Regions from separate parts of the Mus musculus genome. Here all the other regions are linked to region 3. Evidence: chromatin contacts called from public HiChIP or PLAC-seq, Micro-C and promoter capture Hi-C data. All regions are on one chromosome and are shown on one strand. The core of a region is the stretch at or near the end of the contact, and the rest is flanking DNA. Distances in the headings are between cores, read along the strand shown.

Evidence for each region. Promoter capture Hi-C pulls out the DNA fragments that hold promoters and counts their contacts. A called contact is a pair of places that touch in the nucleus more often than the background predicts. HiChIP or PLAC-seq counts read pairs in DNA pulled down with a chosen protein or histone mark.
Region 1: a promoter capture Hi-C map of cranial neural crest shows a contact between it and region 3. The contact joins the enhancer-like site here to the promoter of Vcan in region 3. A contact is called at or near these places in 21 of 39 promoter capture datasets (the 3T3-L1 cell line, 3T3-L1-derived adipocytes, the C10 cell line and 12 more), 2 of 15 datasets of contacts at CTCF or cohesin (pro-B cells and stem cell-derived epiblast-like cells), 51 of 484 Hi-C or Micro-C datasets (3T3-L1-derived adipocytes, the AML12 cell line, the C2C12 cell line and 30 more), 35 of 115 datasets of contacts at active chromatin or transcription factors (the 230-238 cell line, the NIH/3T3 cell line, astrocytes and 20 more) and 5 of 9 other capture datasets (adipose tissue, embryonic stem cells, liver and 2 more).
Region 2: an H3K27ac HiChIP or PLAC-seq map of the NIH/3T3 cell line shows a contact between it and region 3, with 12 times the contacts expected there. The contact joins the enhancer-like site here to the promoter of Vcan in region 3. A contact is called at or near these places in 4 of 39 promoter capture datasets (the C10 cell line, cranial neural crest, frontonasal cranial neural crest and 1 more), 1 of 15 datasets of contacts at CTCF or cohesin (the NIH/3T3 cell line), 4 of 484 Hi-C or Micro-C datasets (LSK cells, bone marrow-derived macrophages, embryonic fibroblasts and 1 more), 14 of 115 datasets of contacts at active chromatin or transcription factors (the NIH/3T3 cell line, astrocytes, cardiomyocytes and 10 more) and 1 of 9 other capture datasets (liver).
Region 4: a Micro-C map of embryonic stem cells shows a contact between it and region 3, with 13 times the contacts expected there. The contact joins the promoter of Ssbp2 here to the promoter of Vcan in region 3. A contact is called at or near these places in 3 of 39 promoter capture datasets (hippocampal neurons, liver and pre-B cells), 3 of 484 Hi-C or Micro-C datasets (embryonic stem cells, pre-B cells and uterus), 2 of 115 datasets of contacts at active chromatin or transcription factors (astrocytes and embryonic stem cells) and 1 of 9 other capture datasets (liver).
Region 5: a contact with region 3 is called in an H3K4me3 HiChIP or PLAC-seq map of embryonic limb bud, with 13 times the contacts expected there. The contact joins the enhancer-like site here to the promoter of Vcan in region 3. A contact is called at or near these places in 3 of 39 promoter capture datasets (cranial neural crest, embryonic stem cells and neural stem cells), 6 of 115 datasets of contacts at active chromatin or transcription factors (the 230-238 cell line, embryonic forebrain, embryonic limb bud and 2 more) and 2 of 9 other capture datasets (embryonic stem cells and liver).
Region 6: a promoter capture Hi-C map of hippocampal neurons shows a contact between it and region 3, with 2.0 times the contacts expected there. The contact joins the promoter of Atg10 here to the promoter of Vcan in region 3. A contact is called at or near these places in 3 of 39 promoter capture datasets (hippocampal neurons, liver and pre-B cells) and 1 of 484 Hi-C or Micro-C datasets (pre-B cells).
Region 7: a promoter capture Hi-C map of liver shows a contact between it and region 3, with 14 times the contacts expected there. The contact joins the enhancer-like site here to the promoter of Vcan in region 3. A contact is called at or near these places in 20 of 39 promoter capture datasets (the 3T3-L1 cell line, 3T3-L1-derived adipocytes, the C10 cell line and 13 more), 4 of 15 datasets of contacts at CTCF or cohesin (the NIH/3T3 cell line, large pre-B cells, pro-B cells and 1 more), 79 of 484 Hi-C or Micro-C datasets (3T3-L1-derived adipocytes, the AML12 cell line, the C2C12 cell line and 41 more), 39 of 115 datasets of contacts at active chromatin or transcription factors (the 230-238 cell line, the NIH/3T3 cell line, astrocytes and 26 more) and 5 of 9 other capture datasets (adipose tissue, embryonic stem cells, liver and 2 more).

Annotation. Positions count from the first base shown.
Region 1 is chr13:90,854,125-90,857,246 of GRCm38.p6, reverse strand. No RefSeq gene overlaps it. Among named protein-coding and RNA genes, the nearest start is that of Atp6ap1l, 50 kb to the left of the region's middle. Within about 2 kb of position 1,271, at least 6 of the 459 cell types and tissues checked have an H3K27ac peak or open chromatin away from gene starts, as enhancers often do.
Region 2 is chr13:90,795,180-90,798,371 of GRCm38.p6, reverse strand. No RefSeq gene overlaps it. Among named protein-coding and RNA genes, the nearest start is that of Atp6ap1l, 110 kb to the left of the region's middle. Within about 2 kb of position 1,366, at least 54 of the 459 cell types and tissues checked have an H3K27ac peak or open chromatin away from gene starts, as enhancers often do. A contact at or near this core is called in the NIH/3T3 cell line, embryonic fibroblasts, myocytes and 2 more, where this site is marked.
Region 3 is chr13:89,740,981-89,744,018 of GRCm38.p6, reverse strand. Vcan (versican) reads left to right here and starts at 1,507. Exons shown (of 15, transcript NM_001081249.1): 1 at 1,507-1,946. The region is part of intron 1 of Gm4117 (a long non-coding RNA gene); the gene reads right to left.
Region 4 is chr13:91,459,698-91,463,073 of GRCm38.p6, reverse strand. It overlaps Ssbp2 (single-stranded DNA binding protein 2), which reads right to left and starts at 1,977. Exons shown (of 17, transcript NM_024272.4): 1 at 1,826-1,977. The coding sequence starts at 1,887.
Region 5 is chr13:90,761,078-90,764,276 of GRCm38.p6, reverse strand. No RefSeq gene overlaps it. Among named protein-coding and RNA genes, the nearest start is that of Atp6ap1l, 140 kb to the left of the region's middle. Within about 2 kb of position 1,941, at least 18 of the 459 cell types and tissues checked have an H3K27ac peak or open chromatin away from gene starts, as enhancers often do. A contact at or near this core is called in embryonic limb bud, where this site is marked.
Region 6 is chr13:91,222,292-91,225,714 of GRCm38.p6, reverse strand. It overlaps Atg10 (autophagy related 10), which reads left to right and starts at 1,728. Exons shown (of 8, transcript NM_025770.3): 1 at 1,728-1,776.
Region 7 is chr13:90,832,901-90,836,275 of GRCm38.p6, reverse strand. No RefSeq gene overlaps it. Among named protein-coding and RNA genes, the nearest start is that of Atp6ap1l, 71 kb to the left of the region's middle. Within about 2 kb of position 1,950, at least 3 of the 459 cell types and tissues checked have an H3K27ac peak or open chromatin away from gene starts, as enhancers often do.

The sequences.
Region 1 (3,122 bases), core at 22-2,521, 1.1 Mb before region 3:
ATGGGTGTGCTTGTCATATGGCTTCTGCTAAATCCAGACACCTGATTGAGACCCTCCACTGGCCAGCTTGATTGCATGCCTCAGATGACTTTGTGGACAAGGCTCCCCATTTTGAGCTGGGAGGAGCTGTGAAGTCCTCAGAATCAATTCCAAATTAGTAGATTATGCTGCCAACCCTCTCCCATCAGATGTGGGTGGTGTCCTGTAGATTTCCAAGGTGTTGTCACTGGAACTTTCTTGAGCAGAGATGTTAGGACATTCAGCTGTGGCAAAGACAAGGATGCCTGTGCTTCCAGGGAAGTCTGTCCAGTTTCCTCTGGCATGGGGGACTGTCTTGTATCACCACTGCCTCATGTATGCTCCAGGGAGTACAGTATTTGCGCCCATCATAACAAGCTGTGTCTGACATGAAGGAAACATGACAGCCAGCTCCAACTACTTCCTGTCTTCATTAATCATCTACATCTTTAGAAAAACATATATCTAGAACTCAGTCTCTTTGATTAAGGACAACACCTTTTGGGTATTTATAATTTATGAAGCTTTAAAGAAGATGAAGTCTTAAAGATGATTTGATACGTTACTATGTTTGAGTCGTTTCTCAACCTCAGATTTGGCCCATGCTGAGTTCTCAGTTTGTATAAGCGATGCCTTTGGTCAGAGTCTGTTGTTAGAGTCCCCCAGTTTTAGGTACTGGAAGACACTGAGGACAAAGAGGGCACAGACAAGGACTCCCTGCCGCCAGTGCTTCTGTGTCTGTTTTGCCCTGAGGTTCTCTATTGGCAGAGAATGGTGAGCTGGGGAAGCGCATGCCCACTGGGGTGGCTTACAATTGGACCTCACGGATGATCTACCACACAGTCTCTAGTCATTTGGTGAACCGAGCATGGGACTTGTCAGAAACATTTTTCTTCAGTGTTTTAGTGTGTGCCCTGTAAGGGAAATTTAATCCATATGTGTCAAAGATTCATTTACACTTAAATCACTAAAGCATTGTTCTGAGCTTTTGATGTCTGACAAGTCTTTTGACTTTTTCCAAGCAGTTCCAAGTTCCTTGCCAAGGGCAGTCCTAATCCTCAACAGTAGAAAATGCAGATTTTCTCCTTGACTCCAAACCTCTTTGCTTCCTTCGCTGGGAAAAGTTCTTTAGCAAATTCACATTTACCTGCCTCCATTTCATAATACCTCTGGGCAGCAGAGCTTTGGAGGGGTACAATGCGATACAGGGTTATTTCCACATCTGGTCCTGGTCTGGGCCTTGGGGGCCTGTTTTCCAACTTGGCATGGGGGAAGGGATGTATTTTTCTTTCATCTACCTTTACTGAGTGAAGGTACTATGTGGTGCAAACCCCCGAATATTCTCTATCCATCCACTTATAGTCACAGAAAGGAAGAAACCTGGTCTCATGGAAAGGCACTTGGGTAAACGCATTAATGAACATGAATGGCCAGAGAGGGAGAGTTTCGTTGGGTTCCTCCCAGGCTGGGAGTTACCCCGCTGCCAGTTGCACTGACAGTCCTTAAGTCTGACAAACGGCAAGAGGCAAGAGGAGACTGCACAGCTGCCTGGTGTACCATTGCTTTGTCTCTGAACCAGCAGTCCCTGGCCCCCTATCTCAAGAAAGACTTTAGTTACCTGGGTTAGGTTTGGGTCTGGTCCTAGACTGTGTAGTGAAGGCTTCTCCGACCGGAACTTCCGTTTAATGCTTTGTTTGGCTGTTTTCTTGTGCTAGTTCCCATGGTCACGTTCCCTTTCTCTTTTCTGCTCACAAAGCATCCTGATCTTCCTGTCATTGAGCAAACAGGTGGTAAATCTAGTCCTATGGAGTTTGTACTGAGCACAGGCCGTTTCCTAAGCATCACTGACAGCTGGAGGTAGAATATGTCTCTTACATTTCTTTGTATGGCCCTAGTGCCTACAACAATGCCTGGCATACTACTGTTGCTCAGGTATTATAACATTTACTGAATAAATGTAGTGTCTATGTCTATGAAAGAGTAGAGCTAGTTTTAAAGGTTGAAACTCAGTTATGAAATGTCAGTTGTAGATTGAGTCTCAATAAACACCCTTGGCTTTTAATATTTCTTTTAGTTGTTTTACCATCTAAATCCTGAGTCCATATTAGAATGGACATTAACCAATGACAGTCCATGGGGATAACACTTTTAAGAAGAAGTCTTTATGCTGCCCTCTCGTAACTTGTGGATGTCACAGCTGGTTATTTACTGAAGACAGAGTGAGACTGTCTGCAGATGGGTAAATTTGTGTGAAGGCAGTGTATAGGGCTATAATCCACTTCCTGTGATAGTCTGGTCTTTTCTTTATGAAGTGATGTTTCCTCTTTGCAATGTGAGGCTTAGACTATGCTGTAGGTTATATGTGACGTGTCCTCCATAAGCTCACAAGTTTGAACACTTTGACGACAGCTCATGGCGCTTGACTGGGAGATGATGCTTCGCTGGAAGAAGTGTGTCACCAGGAACAGACCATGAGGTTTATAGTCTAGTCACTCTTCCTGCCCAGTCTCTAAATGGTCCTCTTCTAAATGTTTGTGTGTTGTGTGTATATCTGGGGTGGTGGTGCTGGTGAGGACTCCCAGCTGCCACAACAGAACTACCTGTCACCATGCTTTCTCTGCCACGATGGACTGAGTTATCTTAAATCATAAACCAAACTCAATCTTCCCTGTTGGGAACTGCATTTGTGACTGTTCTGTCACTGAGGCAAGAAAAGCAGTGAATACAGACTGGTTCCGATGTTCTGGACCTTTTATACTGTAAGGCTATTAAGTCTTTTGAGAGCATCAGGATTTCAGTTATTGCAGAAATCTATGCCTGCTGGTCTCCACCAGTTTTCAGAACGTATGCAAAAAACACAATCATGTTTGTTTGACAATCATTGGTAGCATCTACTGGTTAGAAGTCAAGAGGAATAGCACTTTCACTAAGTGTGTGGTGCCCATGGAAGTGAGTGTCAGGAAGAAATCTACTGTTCTGCCTCTATTTATCAGTAAGCATGCTCCCAGGATACTGTGGAAGACTTGCTGAGGTCTTTGTCCTTTTAGGGATTTGGACAAATGCTCTGCTGTGTGGATTAGTTATGCTTTCTTGAGGCTGCGACC
Region 2 (3,192 bases), core at 117-2,616, 1.1 Mb before region 3:
GAAAATAGTATGCTATTTATCTATTTAAGGCTAAAAATCTCCAAGATTGCTTTTTAAGCCTATAATCGTCCGTGAAAATAAACAGATATTTCTTCCTTGATTGAATGGCCTTTCTCTTCGGCTCATTTTGGAAAGCTCTTACAGAATTTATCTGCAGCTGACCATGTCTGTCTTTCAGATTTTTCCCCCCCTCTTGGTTACTGGAACCTCTTGTGACCTTGTTCTCTTGAAACATCATGCATTAGATAGACATCACCTCATTTTAGCTTCATCGGAGCTCTCTGTGTTGGATCTCTTTCGAAGGCCAGTCTCTCCAGGGAACTACATTTGTCTGAGTGTGTGGTCATCTTTGGGTTAGGCCTTCTCTCTCCTGAGCTCCCTCTAAGTACCTTCTTGCCTCCCTCAGCCTTCTTGTTGTCTGCCAAGCTATGAACCATTCCTTCTTTTGGGAAGTTCCCGTTGCCCCAGTTCTCAATAAATTGAAGGCCTTTCACCTCTGATCTTCTCCAGCTGGGATCTTTCTGCCGTGCTAGTGGTGTTTTATTGACTGCGCATGCCCGTAGGGCATTTACTCACTATCGCCGCCATTTATCTCTCATGATATTTTGGGCTTTTTTGAGCTGTTTTTTTCCTTGCCTCTTCTTCTGACATGTGTATCACCGTGCTGCTGCATGGGCCGGATGTGAGGATCTAACCTAGGAACCTTCCTTTGGTAAATGGCACTTCTCACTTCAGGGCAGTGTGCACAGGCTGTCCACGCTGTGGAGACTGAAGCAGAAGAGGGCTTGAGAAGCTAGGCTGTCCTGGGGGAAGCTGTGGGGAAAGCTATGTCAGTCAAAGCTCTCCCCTTTGTGTTCTCCCACACAAGGAGACTTAAACTCTGTACTGACAGGAATGACTGACTCACTGGGTCACAGGAATGTCAGGCAGATGATACATCAGCCTGGAATCCCCGGTCACTATTTTCACCATTTAAAATATTCTGTGCCGTCACTGCTTTGTGTGTGTGTGTGTGTGGAAAATTTTCTTTCTGGAACTTTTATGACTAAGTCATCACTTTCTTTGCCTGAAAACTTTGTCTGGGACAGCAGCTGACTATGTTTTTCCTTTTGCTTCCATTACCTTTCTTCCTCCGAATACTGGAGGAAAATTTTAGCTCCATTGTCTGACCTGTGGATTTTGGACTTAGACTGAAGAAGGCTCTTTCCACTGGGGATGGAGAGTGAGGTCAGAGGAGTTGGGGGTTCTGAAGTTAGGAAACAATGTCTGCTTCTATCTTGAGGCCGTGGATTAGGAGAGGTGACATGATCCTAGGATTACATGCCTGGCTAGTGGAATATAGTTCTGCCTGGCATTAGTCATAGTGAGACAAGAGTAAGTTCCCTTTAGGCAGTAAGGGCGGGGTCCATTGAATCATAAGTGGTGAAGCATAATGACCACTCCCTTGCTGGGACAAATGACATGTAGTCACTTCTACAGTGAGGCCGAGGTATATGGACCCATTTCTGATTGACCTGCGATGACCCTAGCTTTGACCCTAGATGAGACCAGTCTTAATAAACATCACCTTAGACCAATCATAAGACCTATAAAAGGCCACCGTGCAGGGCGGTGTATCAGTGTTCCTCCCCTGGAACTCCACTCAGAAGTGGAATTGTCAGGAGCTCTTTTTCACTTTTTCTTAATAAATCAACATTCGTTCTGTTTGGTCTTTGCCCATGTGTCCTTATTCTTCCTAGATGTGAGATAACACATTTGAAAACTATAGGGTGGCTCTGGTCATCATTGCTTGTCCTGCACCACGAGCTCCCCTCCGAATTAAGCTCCCCAAGACCAAGGAAGTTTTCTTTGCTCTGGAGAAAAACCAAAACCAAAACCAAAACCAAAACCAAAACCAAAACCAAAACCAAAACCAAAACCAAAACCAAAACCAAAACCAAAACCAAAACCAAAACCAAAACCAAAACCAAAACCAACACCAACACCAAAACTAAAATAAAAAGCCAGAAGGAAACCATAGCCTTCTCATCCTCCATGGTGTCTCTGCCACACACCAAAGGCCAAGCTCTGATTTTGTTCTCCTATCTTTATATATATATAAATAATTATTTTATCATATATATGATATATATAATTTCAGCTCTATACGTATGAGTCACTTTTCCTGTTTAATCAAAGCATCAAGTTCCTATTTTATTATATATACTTTATATTACTATAGCTTAAAATGATCACATTCCTATTTTCACACTAGAGCTAAGCCATTTGAAGGCATCTAACTTTAAAATTAGATTCCCTGATATGCCTTTAGTGCCCTTTGCACAGGAGTGGGTGGGGAAGCCATAGACTTGAGACTCAGCCAGAGGTAAAATCAAAGTTCACTCTAAAGCAGAATAAACTCACAGTAAATTGTCAAGCGATAATGTCCAAAGAATGAAGTGGTCGGGTATAAAGGAATAGTAACTGGAGCAACATGAGAACATGTATAAACTAAAACAAAATACGAATATGTTTGGGAGATGGAAGTGAAGTTCTGGGACATAGATAAGAACAAATGACATGATTTTGATGGGAGGACATGGATTCTGAGTATAATGGATGCACACAGCAATGTATCTTATTTTTATAGTAGAGTTTTGTTTCTCTCTATAAAATATTTCTGTCAAAATGAGTTTGAACTAGATTAAAAATCATTCCATAGAAATCTACAGAAATACATTGAAAGGAGAAAAGATTGTCCTTGGTTGTATTTCATAACAAACTTACACCAATCTGCTGACTGGAAATGGATATAATTTGAATATATCTGGAATATACTTTAGTTTTTTTGGCATATATGCAATGCATGTGTATAATGTAGTGCATATAGTTTGATTATATAATATTTGCATATGTAAGTATAAAAAGCATACATAACATGGCAGCATATTTGACTCATTAAAATAGTTACTTTTAAATACGTGATTATTATATGCTTCTTATATATTTTCTTCATTAATAAACTTCATGTGAAAATTGTAGTTGAAATTACTAAAACATTTAAAAAATACTGCATGGAGTCTGCCATTGACTTGATAAATGATGAAGTGTTCACTAAATCAAATACTTCCTAAGGTTGGCCATTTGCATACTACTGTAGCAAGTAAGAAATAAACATAATTCTTTCAGGAAAGCTATTAAATAATACTAAAA
Region 3 (3,038 bases), core at 258-2,757:
TCTCATTCTGCACAATATATGGGATGAAATTTCAGTTTTAGTAATGGCAGTACAATCGTCGCATAAAGGTTAAATAAGTCACTGTAAGCCAAACTGATTTCGAAATGGCCCGTAGTACAGTTAAGTCACTCACTACAGTGAGTGTAAGTAAAAGGACACATGAAATACACACCGGGGGATGAAATTGTACTGATAATCCTACCACATGTTTATCACTTAAGATCTATGATCATATTGAATCTACAAACCTTAGAAAAGGAGCCCACATGCAGAAGGGTCTAGGTTACAACTTTAGAACTGTGGTTGGCAGCCAATCTAATTAAAGAAATCCAGGGTAAAGACAAACTCTCTGCGTTAATCACTACCGTTTCTGAAGCCCTGTGTTTGATGTCATTCTCTAAGCAAAACATTCAGAGTCAATAATTACAAGGATATTTCCATATTGGTGTAGGAGGAAAAGTTTGTAATTGTTTCAGTACCCTGAGAGTTACTTCGACATGTCTTGCGAACTTATTTTGTCCTCTCTCTAGAAACTCATACTAGACTTCAACGTAACGGAAAATTCAAAGTCGCCCTTTTGTGAGGGTCAGAAATCCTTTGTATTAACTGTTTGACCCTTTGCTCTTTAAGGTCCTAATGGAGTCTTTTGTGATTCAGTGAAGGGTGTGCTTCTCTATATTGATGTTGTTTACATCGATGGATAAGCCTGAGTAGGGGAAAAAAAAAATTGCGAACGTGAAAGATTCCATTTCCAGACAACATGGAAAGACTGGTAAGTCAAAGAAATCTGAGTTAGGCAGAAAATTCTGCAAGATATCCTGTGAAAGACAGAGGTATGGAAGAAGGAAGGAAGCGAAATACATTTAAGGAAAGACGCGGATTTGTGTCAGAGAAAGGATTCTCTTTGAATGGGACAAGGGATTGCTTGGGGGGATTTCCTGTCCAACCCTTTATTGCCAGGGTCTTTGTGTAGGGCCTGATGCCGCGGGCTCCCCATTGGGCAGTTCCCTAGGGAGAGCAGTCACGAAAAGCTTTTGCGTCTCCCTGGGGCTTGGGATCTCACTTTCTCAGTATCTCTTTCAGGTTGGCAGGAGCATTGAGCCTGACACCTCTTCTGATGGGACGAGCAAGCTCCGTGGTCGCATTAAACACATTATACGCAAGTTCTTGGCTGATGTTATAGAGTCCCGTCCGCTCCTAAGGACTGACCATACTTAATTGCTCTGTGCTTGCTGGCCGCAGCAGAGCCTGGGGACTCCTTTCCCCTAATTCAGAAGTAGCAGCCCAGGGCGGGGAAGAGGGGGTGGGGTGGGGATGGGTGGGAAGGCAGTTGTTTGAGACTGCACAGCGAGGTGGTACCGAGTCGTTGAATGAGGAGCACGGATTCCCCCCACCCCCAGCCGATTGGTACTTCTCATCAGGAAGAAACGCTGAGAGGTGGGAGTGCCTGGCCAGGGAGGCAGGCGGTCCCTACCGCAGGCTGAGGGAGCTCCTTTCCGCCCCTCCGCCTGTTTCCAAGCTTGGGCTCTTTGGAGTGACTGAGCTACGGAGCTCTTCAGGAGCCTGTGAATGAACCCTCCTCCTCCTCTCCCTCCTCCTTCTCGCTGAGTCTCCTCCTCGGCTCTGACGGTACAGTGATATAATGACGGTGGGTGTCACAACCCGCATTTGAACTTGCAGGCGAGCTGCCCCGAGCCTTTCTGGGCGAAGAACTCAAGGAGCGCGGGCGCAGCAGCTGTGAGCATTAGGTGCTGTGGCCAAGCGCTGGGACAAGGATCTGCCGCTACCAGCGCATCCTCTCTCCTCTCCAGCTCTGTCCCGCACTCGCTGCACCCTTCCCCAGGCCACCGCGCTTCCTATGTGATCTTCCGGGGCAACGCGGAGCCCTTTCTCACAGCTCAGCAGTGAATTTCCACCCCGAAAACTGCAGTAAGCCGCCTTTCAAGGTAATCACTTTTCTTTTGTTCCCCCATTTAAAAGAAAGAGGGAAAACTTGTTGGGAAAAGAAAACCGTCCAGCTTAGTAGGGGGAAAGACTCACATTGTAATTGGAAGAGGGCTTTAATTAAAGCCAAGAGGACTAGCTGTAAGGCGAAGTTAGAAAAATGTGCGCACTTTCAAACATGAAGGTAACTTGTTAAAGAGATGAATTCAGATAGACCTTGGTGCTGAAAAAGAGCTAGACAAAAGAAGTCCGGGGTGGGGTAGAGGAAAAGGACAAACCGAATAGGGGGAAGGGATTTTGTAGCGAAATCCTAGAAAAGTCCTGCTATCTTGAGTTGGAGGAATGGAATGGACTCCTCACACCTTGATTTTGTTCTCTTTAAAGTGGTCGAGGCAAAAGTTTGAATGGAGAGTCCCCAAACTTGCCCAAATGCAAGCCCCTGAAACCACCTTAGGGCAGACCACCTGGTTTCCTGGCTCCGTGTGTGTGGTCAGTATCTTTGGTTCCTGGAAAGTCACCTCTGGGCAGCTCCTGACAAGGCAGCAGGATACTTTAGCGGCCCAGGACCTGCACGGACATGACCCTTTCCCCCAACCCCTCAGGCAATGTGGGAGGCTATCTGGCAGGGGTTGGGTAGGGTCCTGGGGCTGCTTTTCTTTGATGACTTGAGGGCTGTCAAAGCTCTCTCACGTTGCCCCTGTGTTCTTTTGTCCTGCGCGTGGTGCTCCCGAGCCAGCCGGGAAGGCGCATTGGATGGGGGTGGGGTTGTTGGAACACCGTAGAGGTCTGGGAGGCTCCTGGGCGGGAAAGCTTTCCCTGAACTGGAGGGGTGTGCAGTATCTCCCCCCTCGCTCTGGAAAACGAAATGAAGGCTTGTCCCCCAATCTTTACTAGCAAACCAGGACCCATAGATTCTCCAGACAAAGGTGGCGTGGAGACTCGAGTTGGGGACCAATTGGTGCAGTCTTCTCGCCTGGATTACAGCAGTCCTCTGTTCCCTTCTGTATCTTCATCCGCTCCCATTTCTCCACTTGAGTTGAGCAACTTTACGGGCTGGTGGAGTGGTTGTGGAGAGTGCGTGCCGGGTTTCCCCG
Region 4 (3,376 bases), core at 728-3,227, 1.7 Mb before region 3:
TAGGCTGAATATCAGCTATTCATGGGAGTCCAGCTAAAACCCAAATTAATACCAAATTCAGTCAACCCCCAACAAGATTCTGTTTTCAATGAATCACATACAATTCCTTTCACTCCTCAAACTGTGAAATTCGGGTATTTTATAAACATTAAAGCATCCTCCTCCAGATGTTTTTATCAGATATATTACAGCCAAATGATTAATAAGCACACAGTAATATTTTAGAACTCCAAGTCCAGTAACTACAGTTTCTTAACCAGGCAATAAACACTGTATGTTTTTTATATTCCTTGTCACAGCAAGATCTTTAAAATACCAGGGGTGAAGGAATCAAAAACATCTCTCCATTAATGTTGTTGTTGTTGTTGTTGTTGTTGTGTTTTGTTTTCCTACATCAGGGCCTGCCACCTCTAAACCCTATGGGAATTGTGTGTGTATTGCTGCCAACACAAAGATTAGAACATGTTCCCCTCCCTGGGGCACAACAAACTTTCAAGGGTATGACTAACTGCCTAAGCAAGGGGGGTAAACTCCGTAGCCTACACATTTGGATTTTTTTATTTACCAAGCTGTTTTTGTATGCAAGAGACCCAGAGTACCTCTGAGAAGGACTTGCTCTCCCCCAGCCTGAGTCCCCTCAGCAAGACAGTATGTTCAATGACAAGGATAAGCTTGACGCCCCCCCCCCGCCCCCAGCAGACCCAGTACAGGGAATCAGTCTGAACATCTGCACATAGGAAAAAGGGGGGGGGGGAGGGTTCTTCCTCGGTGTCAGAGTCACTATTCGCTCTCATTTTAGTAACAACCAAATCGCCGTTACAAGTACACAAGAATAGCAGCCAACTAGCCTGCTCCGCAGCGTGCCGCGACCGTGGCACCTCGGCTCCCCAACGTCCTCCGGGTTCCCACCGAAGTTACCACCTGTATCCCCCACGACCCAGCGGAGCGGCTTGTGCCCAGCATCTCTGCCGCAGCCCCCACGCCGACCCGCGTCGGGTCCACACCGCGGGCAGCCCTCCTCGCGGCGCCGCCACGGCCCACGGGACCTGCCCTCCGCGCCCGCGGCCACCAACCCCCGGGGACACCGCAAGTCTCAAAAAGTTCTGGGGCCGCCGCCGAGCCGGTGTGCGGCGGGAGGCAGGAGCGCCAAGCTCTCGCGACCGACCCCGCGCGGGCCAGCACACACTCTCCCTCCGGGAACTCGGCGCTCCCACTCCCAAACTTCCCCCGCCGCCCCGGACCCGCCCGCCAGCCAGCTCGGCCTGCGCCGGGAGAACCCGCGGACCCGCGTCTCTGCGCCCGCCCGCCCGCCCGGCCCACGCCCGCACTTGCCCTCCGCGCCCCGCGGGGCCCCGCTTCCGCCCGCCCGGCCCGCCGTCCTCTCCCCTCTCCACGCTCGCGGGCCCCCGCCGCGGCCCCGCCGGACCCCGGCCGCCCCGCAGCCCGCGCCCCCCAGGCCCGCCGCGCGCCGCGGCCCGGCCGTCCTGGACCACAGCTCCAAAGTTACTTTGCGAGGAGGTGAAGCCGCGGGTGGTTCCCCTCAACCACCCAAACAAGTTTCCATCCCCGCCGCCGCCGTCCCCCCGCCACGCGCGTCCCTCCCGCCGCCCGCTGCCCGCGGCCACCCACCCGGGGGGCTCCCCCGTGGAGGCAGGCGGCCGCTCCCCGGAGCCGCGCGCCCCCGCCCCGCGCCTCCCCCTGCAGCCCACCCCCGGCTCCCCCGCGGCGGGGCGGCCGTGTGGCTGCGGTTCCCGGAGAGTGCGAGTGCGTGCGCGAGTGTGCGCGCGTGCGAAGGCGGAGGTGGCTGCGGCGCGGAGACACTCACTTCTCCCGGGCCTGGCTGTCGGACGGGACGGCGCTGCTGTTACTCTTGCCTTTGCCGTACATGCTTGTGCCGAGAGCAGCTCCCACTGTCACGCACCTGTCAACCCATCACAGCCTCCCCGGGAACAGCCCCGTCCCCATGGCGACCCACGCAGCCACCCCCACCATTGGCCGCCCCACGCCAGAGCTCCGCCCTCCTCGCCCTGGCAACGCGCGAGACTGACAGGCCTCCCCTCCCTCCGGCCTGCCGGAGCGCGCGGCGGCGGCTCGGCCTAAGCGGCAGTCTCCTCCCTCCCTCCCTCCCTCTCCCGCTCCCTCCCTCCCTCCCTCCTTCCCTCTCCGCCGCGCTCCCCCTCCCGCTCTCCTTCCCCCCTCCCCCTCCGAACCCGGGCGCTAGGGGGGAATTAGAAACTGCTCTAGAAGGATTTTAAACAACTGGCTGTTCCCTCCGCCGCCGCCCCGCCCCCCGCGCCGCCCGCGCCCGGCTCCTCACTGGAGAGAAGGCGCGGGGAGGAGGGGAAAGTGCGGCCTGGAGTGCCTGGCAGCGACTGCGGAACGGGAGTCGCGGCGGCCCCAGACTTCGGGGCGCCCGGCGAGTCCACAGGCGGACCCGCGGACCCGGCGCCGGGGTCCCGCCAACCTCCTCTCCCGCTCCTCTCCGGCCAGGCACCCCGGGTCCGTACCCGCGGTTGATCTCATCCCTCCTGTCTGGGGTGTCGCCCCAATCCCGTTCCCGGAGGGCCAGCAGGCCGGGGACGCCCGCTCTGAACCCTCGACCTTCTGGCTCAAGGACTGAGCGAACCTCTGTCTCTCCCTGGGAGGCACCGTGCCTCCCATTGGGGCGCCCGCTGAGGTGCTGTCGCCGGCTCTGAAGTCAAGCCCTGAATCCCAAAGGACCACCCTCCCTGGCGTCTGCCTCCTGTCTAAGAGGGGACTACACCCCCTCCCCTTCCCAAAGAGGTCAAGAGACCGACTCGTGGGACCGCAGTGGCCCAAGGCCTGGGTCCCTACCTCCCCAGTACTCTGCACAGACCTGCAGCAGACCAGGGGCCCAGGCATTCTCTACTCGGCCTGCTTTTATAGTTTGGATGGGCAATGTCATTTCAATTTGACCCTTGGACTGGAAAGATTCAGAGAAGGCCCTGAAAGACATCCCTGTATTTGCCCAGCAGAATAGGCCGCAGAGCCCAAGATGTGCAAAGCTGTGCCCAAGCTGAAAACTCCCGGAGAATATTTTTGGATCCAAGTCCCTAATCTCATTTCAGTGAATGCGCAAAAGTTTCTCAAGACACACGCAACCTGGTTTCTGATAGACTCCATCCTTTATTTTGTTAAAGATCCTTGGCTGTAAAATCAGACAGAGTAGAAATCCGGTTGAGAGAAGAGATGAGCTTCAAATGGGAGGTGACAGGGGAAGAGAGGTGCCATTGGGGTAGGACATGGAGACCTCAGAAAAGCATGAATAGAGGAGTAACGGTTATGCTAAGGAAAGGAAATAACATTCAAATGAGGAAGCATACCTTTCTATTGCACACAGCTTTAAGCATTTAGC
Region 5 (3,199 bases), core at 692-3,191, 1.0 Mb before region 3:
GACTTTTTACTTCAGTGCTTTGTAAATTTCCATGTAGGCATCTCTTACTTCTTTAGTTGTGTTGTATCTCTCTGTATTTTGTTGTTGTGTTATTGTAGTAATTATTGTAAATGAAATTGTTTTTCTAATTTTTTTCAGTAAGTTATTTATTGAGGAATTAAAAAAGATACTGATTTTAGTAAATTGAAAGTTTTATGTTGTGTTTCTGTCCTATTATTTTAAAATCTTTTTATTTCTGTATTCCCCCCCCCCCCCCACTGGTTTAATATAGGCAACTAGGCAGCTTAGACGAGAGGGAGAATGCAAGGCAATTCTGAATCTATACATTGTGTTTCTGAGCAATTTTTTTCATCACAGTCTCTTCCTCAACTGATTTGTGATCTTATTATAAACCAGGCTACTTTTCATGAATTAATATTAAACTACCTTGACTAGGGATCCATCCCATGGGTGGGCACCAAACACTGACACTATCACTAATGCTATGTTGTGCTTGCAGATAGGAGACTAGCCTGGCTGTCCTCTGAGAGGCTCTACCAGCAGCTGACTTAGGCAGATGCAGATATGAACAGCCAATCATTGAACTGAGTTTTGGAACCCCTATGGAAGAGTTAGGGGAAGGCCTGAAGGAGCTGAAGAGGAGGATGACCCCATAGGAAGAACAACAGTGTAAACTAACCTGGACCCCTGGGAGCTCCCGGAGACTAAGCCACCAACCAAAGAGCTTACACAGACTAGTCCAAGGCTTCTAGCACATATGTAGCAGAGGCCTACCTTGTCTGCCCTCACTGGGAGAGGGTGTGCCTAATCCTGTAAAGATTTGATGTCTCAGGGAAGGGGGTTTGTTGGGGATGGGGTGGGGCTAAGGGGTGTGGACGAGCAGCCTTTCAGAGATAAGGGAGTGAAGATGGGGTGAAGAATTCTGGGAGGAGGGACCATGAGAGGGGCAACATTTGGAATGTAAATAAATAAAACAATTAATTAAAAAAGATTAAAACTGAGGCACATTGACAATCTTGAGGAACTTTCTTGGGGAGGGCAAGGATGGCAAGAAGCAGAATGCTATTTTGACTCTGTACCACATTCTGCATTCTTGGCCTCTGCTCCTCACTGGATACCAATTCCACTGGAGTGTTTAAAGTTTCTCACAATAAAACAACATGCTGACCCTAAATGGGGCAAGATCTCAATGTAATTCTCCAAACTCTTGTTGAATGAGATCTGTGTTTCTGTCTGTTCTTTCTCTTACATATGTATTTCTTGGTTGTGTGTAGAGGCAGGGTGAAATAGCAACATTGTTTCACAGAAAGATTACCATTTGAAAATATTTGACCTATGTGGGTTGAGTTATTTTCTGAGAGCCCAGGGTGTTTGGAAAGAGGATTGTAACTTTAGTTGTGTAGATAACAAAAGGAAGCAGTGACATACAAGTAAAAACATTGTGTCAACTCTTGCATTCATACATACTTTCCGTCCCCGATATAACCATGTTTTTATTTTTCTGATTAGGTTCTAAACCATTTGTATGGTGGAAACTAGGCTTACTTTAATGAAGGCTCCTAAACAGGTATCTAGACTCTTGATGAACACTGATGGACTACGGGAGTTTCCCAAAGGCGTTCCTCAGTGTCTGGCCTTTTCTGTGAGAAATGGCCTGGAGTTGAAACATGGGTCCTTTGAATTGGGATGTTTTCCTGAAAGGTTTCACCACAATGACATTGATTAGCTGCCAGACTAATTGCTTGCCCCCCTCCAGCCATGTTTTGAAGGCAAACTGGGCCCAGGGGTAACATAACAGCATGCGCTGAGGCAAACTTTCCAACAGTGCTCAGAAACCTCCCCCCTCCAATGAGGAAAGTGACCTTTGGTGAACAAATGTTCTTTCACCTTCAGTGTTGAGAAGCTGTTAACACTGGGCCCTGACGTCACATGACTGATGCATGACTTCTCTGTGGCAGAGCTTCTCCTCTTTCCCCTTGGAGCTGTGAGCTCTTTATATTGCTTTCCTTTGATAAGGTGGCTGCATTACCCATAAATTTGAATGTGTTTTTAACAACCTGGTGGCTGCTGGGATAGTGCTCTGCCCAGCTGCAGGCTTCTAGTTCTTCTCTCACAATGCACAGGACTAGCTAGCTCTGTTTAGGAGCATGGCCTCCTGCTAGGAGTCTGAAGAAAAGGTTTTTGACCCATGCTTCTTGGTTTCTTGTTTTGACCTTAATTTGTTCCAGACAAATAAGAATGAAAATGCCTTCTTTGAGTCTGTTAAAGCAAAGAAGGTGAAAATGTAAATTCCTTCTTTCATGTATGTATGTGTGTGTGTGTGTGTGTGTGTGTGTGTGTGTGTATACATATATATATATATATGCTTTGCTTTGCTTTCTTATGCCATATGGGACTACCTGCCCATGTATTACTTACCTACATACATCTATCACTAATCAAGAAAATGCACAGCAAACGTGACTACAAACAAAATAGATGGAAGCATTTTTTCAACTGAAGTTCCCTTTTTCTACAAACCTATTGTGTCAAGTTGATAAAAATCTAAGGAAGACAAACTTTCTCCCCCAGTGCCTGTGAGTGTGTGTGTCTGTGTGTGTGTGTGTGTGTGTGTGTTCCTCTCTTTCCTTGAGCTTGCAATCTTTGTGGCCCAACCTTCTGAGGGCTAGTATTAGAGAAGTTTTTATGACCTTTACTCTATGTAATGTAATAATTTACAAGATTTTTTTGTTTTTGTGTGTGTATGTAAAAAGTATTGCCCCTTTGTTTTAAAATTTTAGCTGTTCCAAAGGATGTGATGGGAAGCTCTTGTGGTGTGGCTTTTATTTGTGTTTGTAGTGTATGGTGCTGCCATTTAAGTATATTTTAATGTTCTTACTAATGAATTGCTCATTTGTTTTGTTTTGTTTTGTCGACTGACTTTTCAAAGCACTTGCTCATTTTTTTCTTTGGGGGGGGCAACCAGTTTTCTAGGTGAAATGGCCCCAGGGTTTAGTGCCCATCTCACACTCATGACATGTGGATGTTACCTTCTTTCCACAGTATCTTTACAATTGCCACGTGGAAAGGAGGGATATTCGCATAAATGAGTTTGCAGTGCATACAACCTCCAAGTTATTCCCTTTATAGGCACACCCCTCTGAAGCTAAAATGAGAATATGTGATTCACCCTAGAATTTTCATTTTATCCCACTTAGGC
Region 6 (3,423 bases), core at 479-2,978, 1.5 Mb before region 3:
TAGTCGCTAGTTCATTTGAGCTTTCCTCCTCTTATTTTGTGATTGCTTCATTGTTTTATTCAATGACTACTCATTTGGAGTCTTATATGAATCTAAGGATGCTAGAAACCACGCCCTCAGGAACTTTACCATGCTGTGTGCAAACACCGACTAGAACCGTGGTACAGGGAAATGCACTGAGGTGACGTGACTTACATCCTATTTTTTTGTCTACCATAGGTGAATCATGTCATTTGAAACTGGCTCTGGTATAGAATGCCGGGCTTAAGCTAATGTGGTATAATTTGTGGTACGTATTCTAAAATTTTGAGTACAATAGTATGGTAAATTAATGATTCTTATTTTTACATGGGCAGGTTTTTTTTTTTTTTGGTAATTTTTACTTTATTTTTAGAAAATAATAAAGCAGACTTGGCTGCTCTAGAATTTCCTCTATAGCCCAGATTGGCCTTGAATTCCTCTTGCCACCACCCCCTATTACTTCACTGAGTGCTGGGGTTATAAGCATGAGCTGCCATACCCTACAAATAACTTCTTATCCTTCAAAACAAACTAACACGTCAAATAGAAGCAGGTTAAGATGTTCCAAGCTTTAATCCTAACACTTAGATGTAGAAGTATTTACAGTTCCAGGCTAGCCTAGGCTACAGATTCCTTCTAATTAAAAAATAAATTAAATTAGGTGCTACCAATTAATTAATAGTTGCTCAAAAAAGTTAAAGTTCATTTTTACAAAACTGTTTTAAAACTATTTTGTGTGTGGCAAAATGTCACTTTTTTTGGTTTTTGTTTTGACAAACAAAATAGTGGTTTAATCATCAATAAAACCAACAATCAGAAACTACCATCCTTCTACCATCCTTCTAACTTCTAAGCCCCTTTTAAAGTTAGCCCCTTCCCCATCTTTTGCCAGTGGTCACTACAGATCTATGTTCTGTCCAATTATAAAACAAACTCAGAACACATACACACACACACTGTTAACCTTTTATTTCGAAACAATATGGACTTACAGGAAATTGCAAAACCATTACCTAGAGTCCCAGGAATTTATTAGCTACTTAACATGGTAATCTTACACTACTTGCTCAAGACCAAAATTTCCCTTTTCACATTTGAAGACAGCAGTTTCATTTTGCCTGTTTCTTTTCTAAGAAATACTGTACTGTTTAAAGGACCAGACATGCTTTTCCTGAGATATTCTATCGGTCCCCATAACCCCTAAGACTCCTACATCTTCTGGTATTTTCCTTGGCCCTACCATTGCCTCTTGGTTTCATTTTACTGATTGGTATTTTCTGATTTTTGTGCTGCAAATGATACAGTTACTAGCATTCGAATTCCTAACTTCTCGCCCCAGCCTTAAATGGGTGGCAGTGACCACCTCATTTAGCTGGTACTGCTCTCTAGGCTCTTGGGGATGCTCGCGGCCCTCATCCTGGCTCGCACTCTACTTGTCACGAGTCCCCTGTTTATAGCCAGGCGTCTAGAATGACTGCGTGTGGGGAAGGGAGTGCAGATACCCTGGCTCGGGGTTGCCCCTGCCTGGCCGAGAGCACCAAGCGGGTTAGGCTCCGGGAAAGTGAAGGCTGCTGGCGCCCGGGTTGCAGGAAGGTCTCGCCCGGACGTCACCGTGCAGCCCCACTGCGCATGCTCACCGCAGCGCGGGCAGAGCTCCTCCGCTGCCGTGTCGCTCCTGCGGTCCCGGCCCCGCCCCGTCCCTCCCCGCTCCGCCCCGTGCGCGCCGCCGGCTCCAGGTCAGGGCGAGCGAGCGGGGTGAGTACACCTAACCTCGGCGACCTAACCACGGCGGTACCTCCGCCGCTGCCTGCAGCCCTCGCCCGCCTCCTGGGACCTGAGAAGGGTGGAGGATCGGCCAGCCAGTAACAGGCCTGGGAGGTGGGCGCGGGCCGCCCAGGCGACCTTTCCACCTTGTGCTAGGAATGTGCTCACGTGACCTTGAAACAAAGGAAGTTAAGTGACTGGCAGGCTTTTCAGATTTGCAGCCAACACAACCTCCTCCCCCCATAATCTATAAAACCGGGAAGGTGGGGGAGGGGGGCGGAGATAAAGGACTAGTTAACTGATTTATAGAAGCCATACTTGCATCTATAGTGATAATTATGAAAATCTTGGTAGTAAAGCCCAGGGTTTCAGAATCAAAATGGAGCCCCATTTTCTGCAGTTACATGTTTTCGGCAAGATGTAAATTGTTTCCAACTGTAAGGAAAAAACAAAACAAAACAAAACAAACCAACCAGAACAGTCTTGGGTTTGTTTTTGAGAGAGATTTGTACTATGTAGCCCACGCTGGCCTGGAACTCTAAACAACCCTGCCTCTGTCACACAAGTGTTGGGATTCCTAGTGGGCACTCTCATGCCTGTTTTACCTATCTTGAGCCTCTTGCCTCAGCCTCTCCTCAGAGAAGCTGAGTTTATAGACCCCCATCTCAGGTTACAGGGGCCATCAGCTTCCCTCCAGTGCTTGTGTTCATGTTTTAAGTTCTCTTTGACAATTGGCTTCCTCTTTCTAAGTGCAATAGTTCTTTTCCAAAGGCTTACTTTGGGTCATTATAATGTGACAGTGGCCCCCACTGTGGTGATGAAAGTGAACATTTATGATGGTTAGGGTTGGAGAACACAGACCCTGTGCAGGACTCAAGTCTATTTTAGGATTCCAGGTACCATTGCTCCTCATTGCTTCCAAAGTGTCCGATATTGACAGGAAAAAATGACACAGAATGAAAAACTTAGCAGAAAAAAAAAAATTCAGAGCAACAAGGGAGTTAAAAGTCTCACAGAGCAGTTTTAAAGACGTCATGCCTGAGCTTGATGGCCTATCCCTCTCACCCAAGTGTGGGGCAATGGGCTATACACACCCCAGCCTGGCATAGCTAGAGGCAGAGCTACCTCCATTTTGAGGCTAGCCTGCACTATGCATGGCTAGATCCTGTCTCAATGAGCAAAAAAAAAAAAAAAAAAAACCCAGAAAGTTGTTATTTATATTTTAATGGAAGAAACTAGAGTAAATAGTTCTAAGCTGGATTCATTTGAATATGGAATATTTCAAGATTAGGGTGTAGATCTTACTATACAAAGTGGGGATATCTAAGACAGTGCTTTAAAAATTATATCTTTCCCTGTCTAGATTTTCTAGATTAGGCTAGCCTTGAGCTTCCTGGACAGCTAGGGCTGACCTTAAGCTGATCCTGTCTCCACTTCCCAAGTTCTGTGTGTATTAAACACAATGCCCAGTTTATGTGATGCTGGGAATTGAACTCAGGCCTTTGTGCAGGCTAGGCAACCATGCTGCCAACTGTACCACACTACCCCCACAGTTTTATATTTTAGACAGGGTCTTACTGAGTCCAGTCTAGTCTAGAACTCACCATCATGTTGCCTCTAGAGCATAAACATCTACTA
Region 7 (3,375 bases), core at 701-3,200, 1.1 Mb before region 3:
CAATTCATGATGGGCTTGGCCATAGAGAGCTGCTGTGTTGGGTTTTTTATTGACAAAGCGTCTCAAAACCTGTTGTTTGAAGCTATCTCCAAAACAACGTGTGCATGTTGTTTTAAAAATTATTTCTGGGGGCTGGTGAGATGGCTCAGTGGGTTAGAGCACCCGATTGCTCTTCCGAAGGTGCAGAGTTCAAATCCCAGCAACCACATGGTGGCTCACAACCATCCGTAACAAGATCTGACCCCCTCTTCTGGAGTGTCTGAAGACAGCTACAATGTACTTACATATGATAAATAAATAAATAAATCTTTAAAAAAATTATTTCTGGGTCAAAAGCATTCATTTGCTAAATGTAAACATAAAAATTACCATATCTTGTGTAGCAGTATTCCGGAATATATTCAATTTTTCATATATTAGAGGTTTTCAAATATGTAATTGGTTCAGAACTTGCTTAGCCTCTGAGAGGCCCTGAAGTTACAGCTAACTAACAGCCAGCTTTTGAGGTCCTTTCGGCTTTCGTTTGCTGCCAAATGACCCAGCTGGTTCCTATGGTCCTAGATCATGAGAACAGATTAGCTTCACTATAATTCCTGATCTTCCTTACATGAATACTTCAAAGATGGGACCAGTAGCATCATCTTTCAGGCTTTTCATGTTCATAGGACACCAGAAACTTTTTAATATTTTACCAGTTGAAGGAGAACACTTGTTAGAGATGTTTCTTTGTAAATGGAGGGAAAACAAAGGCCGAGTCCCTAAACTTCTCCAAGGATAATTCAAAGCAAGGCTGTAGGAACAAACCGACAGTGTACGTGTATGTGTGTGTGTGTGTATGTGTGTGATTGTATGTGTGTGCATGTAATTGGGGGTCTGTGTGTGTGTGTGATTTTGTGTGTGCATATAATCAGGTGTGTGTGTGTGTGTGTGTGTGTGTGTGTGTGTATGTGTGGATTGTGTGTGTGCATGTAATCCGGGGTCTCTGTGTGTGTGAATGTGTGTGATTATGTGTGTGTGAATGTAATCCAGGGTCTCTGTGTGTGTGTGTGTGGGTATGTGTCAGTGCGTCATTTTAGTCTGTTTGTCTATCTGCCTTTGTGTATTCACATGGTCAATCCTAAACAGCCTTATGTAGTAGAACATGTACACAGAACCGGCTCAGGTGGTGGGCTCTACTTGTAAGAGAATCCTTGGCTTTGCCTTTCCTTGGGCTGAAAGTACTGATGGTTATCTCTAAGAAATATCTGTGTTCCGTTTCCATTTAGATTTGGAAACTTGGGTCTCTAGAAGCTTCCAAAAGAAGTGTCTAATTGGGCCAGCAGGGGAAGTCATGATGCAATCTCCACATGCTTTGTGCTTTTTGGTCGCTATTTCCTTTAGAGAGCCAGGTCTGTGACTTGCAAGACACTTGGTACTTCAGTTTATTGTACATTTTGTTTAATTATTTCTAACTATAAAATTCTATAAGTTTTTGGTAGAATTTTGGAAAGAATAGAAATATATACTAAATACAGGCTAAGTTATGAATAAGATATGCTGTCAAAAGTGACAATTCTAAAAAACATGCTATTGACTCTTGCTAATTATTCGATTCTATGCATGAAAATTAGGCCATTAAACATATCAGCATAACATCAGTGTTCTCTGCTTGGTCATCTGCAACTGATTGCAGGGACTCTAAAATACAGTTGGGGACCTGTTTAGGTGCCACCTTAATCTAAAAGTTTTCTAGTATATATTTTGATCTTTCTATTCTCTATTTTTATACGAAACAGTGATGGTTATCATTTACTGTTGACTTTGCACCTGTCATTGTGCCAAATTCTTTACATGGTTCACTTGCTTTAATATTTAACCTGTTTTGTATATTTTTTTAAAGCACTAGGTATTGCAAACAATGAAATATTACTTCAGTCTTATTTTGCATGAGGAAAAGTTAAGGAATTTACTTTCTCAGGATTGCACAATAGCAAGTGGTAGGGGTGACCCAGCCCTGCGTTCAAAAACCCTCTCCATTCAACATTATAATCTTAAAATTTCTTGATTTCTTGCAGAGGCGAGGGCACATTCAGGTTAGGCGGGACATATCTGAGCACATGAAAGGACATTAAACCCTTTGCTTTGATTTCAGCAGAAATATGTCCCCCGCATCAGGTGGTGACAAGCCTCATGGGGTTTTTGCTCTGGTGACAGGCTGTAAATGCATGTGTGTGGCAGGCGGTCCTGTGAGATCACATCCGAAAGCTGGCTGGACCCATTTCAGCCCTTTGCAGTGTTGATTTAGACAAGGGGTAGAAGAGGCAACCCCCTCTTCTTTGGCTTAGAGTATTACGGATCTGCAACTTCAAAAGCTGTTTGCAATTTTATATTCAAGTCTCCCTGCCAAGGTGCTTGTCTTATCTTAAGTCAGTTGGCCAGAACTGTTCTGAGTAAGAGGCTGTTTCCTTCAGCTTGCAGGGAAGTTACAGGGGGGTGGGTGGTGGTGAGGAGGGGGTAGGTTGTGCAGAGGTGAGTGAGGCTGAGAGTATGGCACCAGTGGGAAAGAGGAAGGCATGTGGGAGAGGTCCTTCTGGGTAGTGTGGGAAGAGGGGAGGAGACCCTCTGCAATGAGCTACCGACCTACGAGCCTGAGGCAGAGGAACTCAGGTCAGATCTCAGGGGTCTGGCTTTCCAGTCCTGAGTCTTTGTTGGCTATGAACAATATGCTCACCCTCCTGGGTTAGCTTCTCTTTTCTGTTTGTTCTAGGCTTGGCCTATATTTACTTTATATCTAGATTTTCATCCAGAATATATGGAATTTTCAGCCCTATTGATGGTAGAACACTGTCCTGGGAGACAACCGAGGACAGACTTTCCTTTGATTTTTGCTCATATCAGCTTTCTGACCTTAAGAGACCACTTCTGTGACCTCCAGTTGCCTCACTTATAAAGTGAGAATCCAAATACCTGACTTGTACACCTCACAAAGGTTCTGAGAGGCTCAAAGGTCAGGTGTCAGTGAAGATTTTTGTAAAATGATGTTTTCTAGATGCTCAGTTAAACAGACAACTGAGCTCAAAATGCTACTGTCTGTTTTCTGTTACTCAGGGATGGCAGGGAGTTTTCGCTTTGTGAGCCAGTTCTCATTGACTGGTAGGGGCTGTTTGGAGCTCCACAAGAAGGTTTATGAGCTTGGCCTAGGTTCATTGGCAGTGCTGGTATTGATTAATAATGTCTGCCATGAACAAAGGAGTAGACGAAATAGTTCTTATGCTATATGTTTGCTCTCTCTGCGCAAGAGAGGTTGTTTTAAAATCTGGCTGATCACTTAGATCACCCACATTAACTTGCTACAGACACCTTCATGTAACCCATTTTAACTCAGTTTGTGATGGG